Linked DNA regions of Mus musculus: region 2 is linked to region 1. Evidence: chromatin contacts called from public HiChIP or PLAC-seq data. All regions are on one chromosome and are shown on one strand. The core of a region is the stretch at or near the end of the contact, and the rest is flanking DNA. Distances in the headings are between cores, read along the strand shown.

What was found. HiChIP or PLAC-seq counts read pairs in DNA pulled down with a chosen protein or histone mark.
Region 2: an H3K27ac HiChIP or PLAC-seq map of embryonic stem cells shows a contact between it and region 1, with 4 times the contacts expected there. The contact joins two enhancer-like sites. A contact is called at or near these places in 1 of 39 promoter capture datasets (cranial neural crest), 2 of 15 datasets of contacts at CTCF or cohesin (large pre-B cells and pro-B cells), 25 of 484 Hi-C or Micro-C datasets (the 63-12 cell line, the AML12 cell line, B cells and 17 more), 7 of 115 datasets of contacts at active chromatin or transcription factors (embryonic stem cells, epiblast stem cells, microglia and 1 more) and 4 of 9 other capture datasets (adipose tissue, embryonic stem cells, liver and 1 more).

What each region holds. Positions count from the first base shown.
Region 1 is chr5:122,109,612-122,115,165 of GRCm38.p6, forward strand. Ccdc63 (coiled-coil domain containing 63) reads right to left here. Exons shown (of 12, transcript NM_001384199.1): 9 at 3,523-3,597; 10 at 1,249-1,441. It also overlaps a transcript of Myl2 not described here. Among named protein-coding and RNA genes, the nearest start is that of Myl2, 11 kb to the left of the region's middle. Within about 2 kb of position 2,425, at least 19 of the 459 cell types and tissues checked have an H3K27ac peak or open chromatin away from gene starts, as enhancers often do. A contact at or near this core is called in embryonic stem cells, where this site is marked.
Region 2 is chr5:122,317,990-122,323,543 of GRCm38.p6, forward strand. It overlaps Pptc7 (PTC7 protein phosphatase homolog), which reads left to right. Exons shown (of 6, transcript NM_177242.4): 5 at 1,725-1,854; 6 at 2,827-5,554. The coding sequence ends at 2,885. It overlaps Rad9b (RAD9 checkpoint clamp component B), which reads right to left. Exons shown (of 13, transcript NM_001382853.1): 13 at 5,234-5,554. Among named protein-coding and RNA genes, the nearest start is that of Rad9b, 33 kb to the right of the region's middle. Within about 2 kb of position 2,207, at least 60 of the 459 cell types and tissues checked have an H3K27ac peak or open chromatin away from gene starts, as enhancers often do. A contact at or near this core is called in embryonic stem cells, where this site is marked.

The DNA.
Region 1 (5,554 bases), core at 1,175-3,674:
ACAGTTTCTAGGAAAACATGGTCCAAAAAGAATTCCCTAGATATTGACAATGAGAAGGCCAAAAACCAGTGTTCCACTAGACATCAAAGCCAGCAGTAGCCTGATTTTCCAGCCTGCATTTATGCCATTCCTTCTGCCTGGGATGCCTGGGGTGGGTGCTAAGATTCAAACTCGGCTCTCTGCGCGCCCGTGCACATACACACACACATACACATTCACACTCATAAGAACAGCCGGTACCATTCATGCCAAGCTACCACAGTCTGGGTGGCCATGTCCCCTCTGTACCCTGAACTGGGAGCTAAACCCGGAAATGCAGAAGGCAGTTTCACAAGCGTCTGTGACATATCCGGAGCCCCACTCTGAACATTTCATTTCCTTCCTTTCAATCAGGGTTTTTAGTTCCTTTTTCTTGCTGTATTGCTTTGGCAAAGCATCCTACAGGTACAGAACTGAATAAGCTTAACAGGAGTCATTTTTGCCTTCTTCCTAATCTTGGAGAAAAAAGCCCATGGGGCTCAGATATGAAAAGCGTGGTGTGTGCGCGCACATGCATGTGAGCCTCTGTACGTATATGTGTATACGTCTGCATGAACACACTTTGTGCATACATGTGTGCATATGTGTTTGCATGCGTGTGCATATATGTGCAGGCATATGTGAGCATGTGCATATAGTGTTTACTGGTGTTTGAATGTGTCTTTGTGCACATGTGTGTGTATGTATAGTGTTTAGTATATACATATATATACTATATATATATATATATATATATATATATAGTGTATGTATAGTGTTTAGTGTATAGTGTTTGTGGCAGGTGCCTGTACATGTGTGTGTATGTGTGTACATCCGTGTAAGCATGTGTGTGTGAACATGTAAGTGTTACGGTGTTTGTGAATGTGTGTAAGGAAGCTCTCTTTTCTAGCTTTAGTTTTTCTCCTGAAGGGAATTCACCAAACCCCTCTCCTGGGTTCACTGAGATTCACCACCAACTAACCCGTGTTTAATCCTCCCAATAAATCCGGTGGTGTAGCTCCTGAGTTGCACCCTCATTTCAGAGCTCAAAGAACCCGAGCACAGAGAGGGTCGGGAATGTGGCCAACGTCACACAGCTAGTAAGTGAAGGCTCAGAATTCAAACCAAGGCAGGCCGCACCATGGCTGTGCTCACTACCAACCAAGAAAGCGTTCTTGTGCCTGGTCACAGACCGTGCAGGCAAGAGTGCCTAAGAGGTACTAGGCTCACCAAAATACTGCTGCAGATTGATGTCCGTGACCTTCCCGGACTCGCCCAGCTTGCCCAGGATCTCAGTGGCATCGCAGTTGATCTTCTTAAACATCTTCTCCACCGAGTTCTTGAGATACTCCAGGGTCTTGCTCATCTCCTTGTATTTGGTCTCATAAATGTCCGCTTCCTGCGTGGTCTTTCTCAGTTTCTCCTGGGGGACAGACAGACACCAGGCCCAGCCTGAGGCTGAGGGACTTTTTGTGCAAGTGACGGGGGGGCGGGGGCAGGCGGTGTGCCATCCAAGGAATGAGCTTCCTGACAGCATCAAACAAATTTAAGAAAAAAACAGACAGCTAAGGATGGGGGTTCCTTGCGTGGAGTGCTTGCGCAAACCAGGAGTGGTATGCATGCCTGTAAATCTTGCACTCTGGGGATGGGGGCAAGGAGGGACGCGAGCCCAGGGTCATCCTTGTCTATGTAGTGAGTTTGGGACCAGCCTGGGGTACATGAGACCCTGTATCAAAACTAAGTGATTCCTCAGAGTGCCGAACCCGGACTCCTGGAGAGAGAGGAGATGGTGAAGAGCCAGGGGTGGAGAGGGTTCTAAGCAGGAAGTTGGGGACAGCCCTTAGCAGGGTGGGACGTATCTGAGAACCCATAGCTCCTTGGATGAAGTCTCCTCCTTGGGGTATTTGTATTTCGGAGGGGGATACGTGGGCATGCGCACGCGCATGCGCGCAGACACAATGCTATCCTAGCTAGCACCACAGTCCAGTGAAGGCATAAAACAATAAAGACAGAGCCAGGCAGAGGAGACCCTGATGAACACTGTTGATCCCAAACCCAGGGAAGAGTCGGGAGTTCTAGGTGGCCCCCAAGTAGAGCCTGTGGATCTAGGCTGGAGACCACCTGCGGAGACCAGCCTGAATCACAACGGCTTCCCTTCCCGACACCCCTTGGCTCTGAGTTTCCTAGGCTCTTCCTGGGCTTTGCTGTCCCTCCGCGGTAGAGCCACGAATAGCACCACCAGCCTGGTCAGGGTGAAGGACGAAAATGAGCCCCAAGGAACAAATAAAAATCGCTCAGGGGAAGGAGCTATGATTCTGAACAGGAAAAGCCCAGGCTACCCTTTAACTCCAGATCCTGCTGCCTCAGCCTCCTAAGTATGCGAATCAAAGATGTGTGCACCACACCCAGCCAGTCAGGGGCGGGATTCACATCTTGCTGAGCATTGGCTGTTCATTGCCCAGATACTGTCACCGGAGAACCTGTTTGCCCTGGGATGGCAGTGTGACGAGCACACAAACCCCATAAAGAGTCATTATTCAAGTGTCCTGAGAAGCAACTGGGGCTTCCTGCCTCAGCCAGTGTGGCCTTCTCCACACTCTCCAACCTTCTTCCTGGGAGCCGTGGTACCACCAGGCATCCTTGGGATGGAAACCACACACCAAGAAGAGCCTGGGTGGTAGATGACATCACAAAGACACTCCCTCCCCCAATCCTGAAAGTGCCAATTTTCAGCTTATTTAACAAAAAATAAGCTTCTAGCTTGCTCGGGCTCCCAGGGTGTCTGGGGGGCGGGGGAGGCAGGAAGAAACCTTCAAACCCAATACTGGGGAGCCAAAGGAAGGAGGATTGCTGTGAGTTTGAGGCCAGCCTGGGCTACATAGTGAATTCTAGACACCAAGGCTGCATAGTGAGACCATGTCCAAAAAAAAAAAAAAAACCCACAACTCGGCTCCCTAGAGTTGATTGTACTGTTTGCCTCTGCCAGCCTCTGTTTGCTCCCTGAAAAAAAAAATGGAAAGAGTATAACACCTTCTCCTGAAGGTGGTGAAGGGAGATGGGGCCAGAGGAGTGGACATAGCCTGGCATCTACTGACTAGTGCCTAGCCCAGGACGCATTTGCATGCAGGATGTAGGCTTGGTTCAGTGGTGCAGTACAGAACTAACATACTGGAGGCCCTGGGTTTGATTCCCAGCATAGACAGAAAGGGAGAGGGGAGGAGAAAGAATAGAAGACAGACTGTTGGTTTGTGGTCGTTAGTGAAAAACAGTGGAACTGAGCCAAGGGGGAGACAAAAGGAGAAACTGAGGCAGAGATGCATCAGAATGGAAGTGCAGTCCCAGGCTTAGGTTGGACCTCCGAGCACCTGTACAATAAACAGAGCTTACAGACAAGGGTTCTGTGGTTGTGTCTGAACAGGCCATCTGACAGATGACGGACACATGCAGGATGCTCCTTGTCCCTGTCTCTTCCCCTCCCCCTCCCCCCTCCCCTTCTCAGCTCACCTCCATCTGTTTCAGGATGCTCCGGGTGCCCTCATGGGAGGTCTGCTGCTGTGACCGCAAGTTGATGATGTCATCCTGCTCAGACAGACGAGAACCAGTAGGAGAAGATGGGAGTTGCCCTCATCCACTGTATCCAACCCTACTCCATGTGGGGTAACCCATCAAGGAGTCGCCCCTGTCCCCACCTTCTCCTCAGGCATTCTATTCTTCATCCTCTGAGAATCATCTAGAACTATCTAGTGCAGTAGCTCTCAACCTTCCTAATGCCTCGACCCTTTAATATAGTTCCTTCATGTTGTGGTGACTCCCCAAACATAAAATTATTTCTGTCGCTACTTCATAACTGTAACTTTGCTACTGTTTTGAATTGTAATGTAAACATCTGTGTGTTCCAATGGTCTCAGGCGACCCCTGTGAAAGAAACATTCAACCCCCAACGGGGTCATGATCCACACGGGCTCAGAACCACCTAGAAAGAGAAGTCAGCATCATCTCTCACATCCTGTGTGCACTAACCGCGCCATGTCATGGCCACGCCTAGGTACTGAGAACTTGCAACATGGCACCAGAGACAGGGCAGCTGAAGTTTCTCTTGTATTACAGGGTAAAGAATATATTTGGACAACTAGTGGCTACTGCACTAGACCTGGCAGCTCAGTCTAGGGTCCCTCAAACTCTCCCAAGAATCTGAGTCACCCCTTCAGATGACCAGGCTCACTCCAAGTTCCAGGACTGGAGCGAGGCTAGTTCCCAGTACAGCTTGTCCAAGCTCCTTCACATAGCCCCTCCCACCCTCGGGTGCCATTTCAGGTGGAAATAATGGAAGATTTCAGCACAGGTGGCCACTCCAGTGAGGGGACAACCTTGCTAAGAGGTGACAGGTCAGCCACTGATAGTGAATTCACTAGTGGGGGATGATGGCTCACACACAGATGGCTAACTGCTGGTTAGGACCTGGACATCTGCAGTTTGGGGTGGAGAATTTCCCCAACAGACACTTGGGCTCCAACCTCTAAATTACAGTGCACTAAAGCAAACAAAACAAGAAGCCTGGGGTTCCTGTGCTATTCCCAACATCATGGTACAGATGGGGAAACTGAGGCCCACAGAGGGCAAGTCCACCTTATACCAAGCCCTCAAGGGTCAAGTGTGGATATTTCCACTCCAGTCATAGGTCACTCAGGGCTCCTCATCCATGTGCATCTGCATCCCACAGGGACTAGGGATATGCTCTGTCCTGGAGCAGCCTGGACCACAAAAATCATTCCTGCCATTCCACAGACAACCACTAGGGGGCAGTGGCGACACACTCACGACCCACTGTGGCCTACACAAATGTACCCCAGAGAAACAAAAGTTTGGGGATTGGTGTAGAACACTTTGATCTTTACTGGGCATGGTGGCACACACCTTTAATCCCTCCACTCAGGAGGCAGAGGCAGGCGGATTTCTGAGTTCGAGGCCAGCCTGGTCTACAAAGTGAGCTCCAGGACAGCCAGGGCTATACAGAGAAACCCTGTCTCGAAAAACCAAAAAAAAAAAAAAAAAAGAACACTTTGATCTTTATATGTTGACCATTACAGATCTTAATATATCAGAGAACACGGGCCTGTGACCCCCGTTCCTAGGTAGAGATGAAACTGGGTGTACCAGAGGGGGGAAAATAACCAAAAAACTTAAAAACCTGAATCCTAGTTTGAGCAGAGAAGTTTTCTAATGACTCATGCCTGAAATTTCAGCATCCCCCAAGCTGAGACAGGAGGATTGCTGCGAGTTGCAGACCAGCGCGGGCTACTGAGCAAGGCCTAGTCTCAAAAAAAAAAAAAAAAAAAAAAAAATGCATCAAAGCAAGAAAGCAGCCAAGTCTCTAGGATAACTGTCCTGGCAGGAGTGACGTCAGGCCGAAGAGTCGCTAAGTCCCTCCCCGTGGCTCGCAGACCATTGAGACAATGGGCCTCAGGAAAAGGCTGAAGCCTGGTGCTAGAGGGAGACTTGTCTCCTGAGGGGCTGGCTCTGTGGGTGAGGGGCTTGC
Region 2 (5,554 bases), core at 957-3,456, 210 kb after region 1:
TAAAGGGGACTCCTATCTTAGATTGGCTAGGGAAGGCCCCTGTGAGGAGGCGGCCTAGACGCACAGACCTGTTGGCTTTTCATTTTCTTTATGAACTTTGCTTTTTAAAAATATTATGTGTATGAGTGTTGCCTATGGAGGCAAGAAGAGAGTGTTGGATCCCCTGGAACTGACGTGAACAGTCTTGTGGATGCTAGGAACCAAACCTGGGTCCTCTGCAAGGACACCAGTACTGTTGATCTCTGGAGCCATGCCTCCAGCTGTCCTAGCCCTCTGCTGGTTGAAAGATGTAGAACCTTTGATGGCAGGGCTGAGCAGAGGCTTGTCCTCCAGCGCCCATTTTATAGATGAGGAAGTGGAAGTAGCTAGGACAGGGCATGGTCAGAGAACGCACAGCAAAGCAAGAGTCTGCTATGGCATACAAAGCCTGCAGGCCAGTCTCAGCATAGCCAGCACCAGAGCACCTCTTACTTGAAAAAAGCTAATATGGCTAGCTAGGTGTTTTCCCAAACATGGGGACTTCTGAGGCACCATGAAAATGTGGCCCAAACCCACCTTTTCAGACCATCCCATTTTAGCAAGAATACCTCAAAAATTTCAAATGGAAGACCAAAAATGAAAATCTTAATTAAAAATGTGGAGCCATTTCAACCAAAGGTTCAGGCAGGGCCTTGATCTGACGGGCTTGGTCCCCGTAGTGCTGTCTCCATGTCTTTTCTCACTGGATAAACCTAAGTGCTGGGGGAGTGTTCAGGTGAGTGTGCTGCCTGCCGCAGACCATCTGGGTCCCTTTGTCTGCGTGGAGCGGGTCTCTGGGTGCAGATGGGCAAGGAGTTGGCGGGTGACAGACAGACCAACACGTGAGATTGTGTAGAATCTGAATGTATTTTGTCATGTTGAGCATCAAACTTTTTATACCGAAGAATAACAAGAAACCAGGCAAAATACGATCCACCAAGTTACAGTGATGAAATACAAAAGGAATGTATACATCAAAAGAAGGCGGGGACCAGGCTGCTGCCACTATGAAGGGAGCCAGGTGTAAAGCTAGTCTATTGTTAAGCCCACCACCAGGGGTTCTGCACTAGCAGGCCTTCTCATGAATACTGCAATACCACAATCCCCCTATTTCCTGGGTCTTTAGAAGAATTTACCAACTTGCTTCTAATATGAAGCTTGCTATACCTGGCTGTAGGGAAGATCTAAGTCTCAGTGGGATTCCCTAGCTCTATTATGGTATTCCCTTGTTTGGGTGAGATTTGTTATTGTCCTTAGTAAATACTTTGCAGACCAGCTCTGAGCTGCTGGCTCCGTTTTTTGTAATGCTTAGTTACTGAATAGGTAACTTCCTTACTGCATTCCTGCCGGATTCCAAGCTCAGTTGCTTCTGGGACCTTGGAACACTGGCGAAGGCTCTGGTTACGTCAGAATTCAATCTTAAAAGGCACTTAAAATAATATAATGCTAAAAGAGAGCGCAGGGATCCATACACCAGACTAACGTGGGAATAGGGTATGTATATGGGTTAATGAGAACGCCAAAGCTCCAGGAGGTGAGTTTCCGTGAAACTCTTTTCCTCAAGTGCTTCCAGGCTTCTCAGCCTGTCAAGCAGACTTTTACTGGAGTGTGCGTGGCAGCTGCCTACAGTGCTGCCTGCATCAAGTGTTCTTATGCAGAGCTCACATGAGGCACCGTGGTAAAAATAACTCCATCCTTCATTTTAGAATTCAAATTATGAGAGTATACAGCGGACTGCAAGAAGCATTGCTGAGCAAGCGCATGAGCTGGCCTATGACCCAAATTATATGTCACCTTTTGCACAGTTTGCATGTGACAATGGATTAAATGTGAGAGGTAAGCATTCTCTGGAAGGTTCTGAGTTCTGGGTGAAAATGTGTAGGTGTGTGTCCTCTTAGCAAGGTCGGAGGGTGGCGGCTCATTTTTCCTGAGCCGCCCTTCAGAACCGACCTTGACTGCCTGAGAGAGCATGGAACCTGAAGCCCTTTACTCCACAGTGCCCTGCTTACCCAGGGCCACATCCCCAGCAGCTAAGTTCTGCCTCCTGAGTGGCTGAGTCCAAACTGCTGCAGCAGTCTGCAGAGGGAAGTTGTACGACCCTGCCATTGGTCTACTTCCTGGTGTGACTGGGGGATCAGGCCCGTCCTGGCTGGATGACATTGGCATCAGAACTGTCTAGGGCTGCCCAGCGTTTGCTAGGGTAATATTATGACATGCTGAGCACATCTGGGCTGAGGAAATGTTAAAACAGAGGAAAGCACATGCCATAGCTTCTTGGCAGATTAGAATACAGGCTATTCTGAGTTTCCAAACACTGGACATGTTTGTCCAAATTAGGCCAGTGCGGTATGTGAGTGCTGGGCTGTAGCCGTCCTGCACTTACTCATGTGATGCTGTGGGCCGACCACAGCCACCGAGTAGGAAAGCGGCAGGGTGGGTTTAAGCTTCAGTTAAATCACAAGGTTGTAGACAACTCAAGTATGTGCTGACCCTCCTGCCTCGGCCCATCAAGTACAGAGCTTGTAGGTTGCACCGCCGTGGCCTGGCCTTGGTGCTGTATAACTGGGCCTTGTTTACTTTAGCTTTGGGAGATGGCATCGGGTAACACTGGCTCAGTTTAAACTCTCTGTAGCTGAGCGTGACGTTGAATTCCTGATCCTCCCCACACTGGAGCTTGCAGCTTTGACTCTCCAGTCTGGAGCATCAGCAGAGCAAACCCACAGAGCTCTTGTCTTCAGTGCTTACGTGAGCCACATCTCTGATTGACTTTTCCTTCAAGCACACTGATAAGTGTCATCTGTGTTTTAGGTGGAAAGCCAGATGACATCACCGTCCTCCTCTCAATAGTGGCTGAGTACACGGACTGATGGGCCACACTGGTGACTCCTGCCTTTCCCCTGTCTCCCGACTTCTCCCTGCCACATGTGCTGATCCTGCTGGCAGGACCACATTTCTTTGCCACTGATCTCAGTGGCCAATGATGGATGCTCTGGCCCATGTTTGAGACCCATCAAGATCCTTGTTGAGAACCACTGCTGTCACCCGCTAGCCCGTACCCACTGGTGACCCACTGAGAGAAAAAGCGAGGTGACCTCTCCCTTCTCCTGGAGGTTTTCAAAGTCTTTTACTTTTCAAAAGCAGTTGAAGTTTTGAAAAGAAGTAATGTTGGTAAAGTGAACTCAAAATGTCAGTGTGTTAAAGGGATGTTAACATTCAACAAGTAGTAAATAGCGGCACCTCGGCCAAAAAACACGCGGATCATCCCAGGAGAAGCCCTGTGTCCCCCAGGCGCAGGCTCTGCGAGGACTGCTGGGGCTTTGTGTTTTCTGTTTGCCAGGAGCCCACAGTCCTGCTCTATCCTGTGCTGGGTCATGACATCCCAACCCCAGCAGCGGACGGTTTTGGTCACAAATTGGAAGAAAATTTTTGTTCTATGGATGCAGATATTTTGTGCTTTTTAAAAGATGCTTAATTGTGCCCCTGTGACTGCAGCTGTGGCAGTCTGTTGATTTGTCCAGGTCACAGGCTAGAGGCCTGGCCCACAGGAGAGGGACAGGGGAAGGAGACTCCTTACCAAAATCTAGTAATGGAAATACCACGCAAAATTTCAGAACTCCTCAAAGCCTGGGAATCAAATGCTGTAGCTGAAGTCGTCCGTGCTGCCTGTAAGATGCCACGGGCCTTCCAGGGCTAGAGTGTGCAGCTGCAGCTTGGGATGGGGTTGGCTGTGGACAGCCTGCTCCTTCCCTCAGGAGCCTCCCACCCTTAGAGCATGCCCCACCTGCGCTGTGTCCTCAAGGTGATGGTGTGGTGGCTGCAGCTCCCAGAGCCCACAGGAAAGCTAGTGGTGACCTGACATTCACAGTGACCGCAGCTGAGTGTGGGGCCCTGAGTCCAGCTTAATGTTTACAGTTCCAATAGCCATTTGCAGTAGGTAACGTTCCTTCTCAGATTTCCCCATTACCTGCGAGCGCAAACTTATTTTTAAGGTTTATGTACAATTGACTGCTGTAAAGATATATATATATTTTTGGGTCCGTTCTTTTCCTTCATTAACTTGGTGGTAGAAAAGCCGTATATACTTAGAAACCCTTAAGTTAAAGCCGTGTTTCTGTGCAAGTCAGATGACGCTGGTGTGAAGATGGTGTGAGCAGCCGTGCAGCCCTTCCTCTGCAGGAGACACTGGCTCCCTGGTTACTGCATTGAACTTGTGTTTGAGGTTACCTCAACTTGTTTTTAAAAGGTTTTGTCTGTCTGTGCGTTTGTATATTTGAGTAGCTGTCTCTGTTTTATTTAAACTGTTTACCATGTACCATGTACATGTCAGTGCTCTCAGTGCATCATGCTTGTAACAGGCATTCATTCATGAGAATGAGTTACTCATTTGTAAGCTCTTCAGTAATTTATCTACTATTCCTAAATTGGCATAATGTTAGATTCCTATTTTGAATCACCTTTAATTACATGTCAGAATGCCTTAACTCCCCTAACCTGACAACACTGAGTTAGTTCTCTGGTATGGAGGGAGACTGGATAAGGAGATGTCGCACTCTGTTGATCCTGGGGCGTGAGGGGCACGTGGTGGGTATTTATTTTGCACAAACTCTTTGCAGTGTCTGTGTTTAAAACAGTAAGGTTGCATCCAGATGGGGTGTGTGACTCTAGGACTGAGGACTTCAGCTCTTCTGTGTGGTTTGTAATTAGTTCTTGGTCAGAGGTGTTGTAGCCTTACAATCTGGATATATTTTGCATTAATTTTCCAATGCCGACATTTAATTCCTGCTAAGAGCAGAGCTGGTCAAGTCACTGGCTTTTTTCTGCTCTCATTTAGCCCATCAACCAATGTTTGTAAAAGTAGATTGGTGTGTTTTATACAACTTACTTTTAGTCAACTCACTTTTCTGAGCAGTGATTGTAAGAAACAGACAGGCAGTATGGCTGTTCTAGTAAACTGAAAACCACGAGGCAGACGTCAGGATTCAGTGACAGTTCCTCAGGCCTGGCGTGTGGACTGGTGACATCGTATATTCCATTTGCTTCTCCCTGTCCTTTTTGTTACACACTTAATTTTATAACTGTCGAGAGGTCAGGCAGAGCAAACGCTGCTCACACTCACTGAGGCCAGGGGCTCCATCACACACCCCTCGCCAGGTCTGATCTGGAACCTGGTGTGCGCGTGAGTTGTATTTTAAATCAAGCAATGTAAGCACTCATATTTGTCTCACAGAGTGAACTTTTATAACAAAAGAGAAAATTTGGGTTTTAATTTACAAATGGCAAATTATTTATCCCTCTGGATGCACCAAAGACCAGTAAAGTTTATAGCTTTTCCATCTATATTTATAAAGCAATACTGTATTATAAAAAAATCACTATTTTTATCACATGCTTGAAATTTTTATTTTGTTCTGTTTTAAAAATGTGCACTCTAAACATATCAGAACCTTATTTCTTCCTATGAACTTAAGCTGCCTGCGCACAAAAAGTATAAAATTATCAAGTGGAGATGAAGTAGCTAGAGTCTTACAAACAGAGA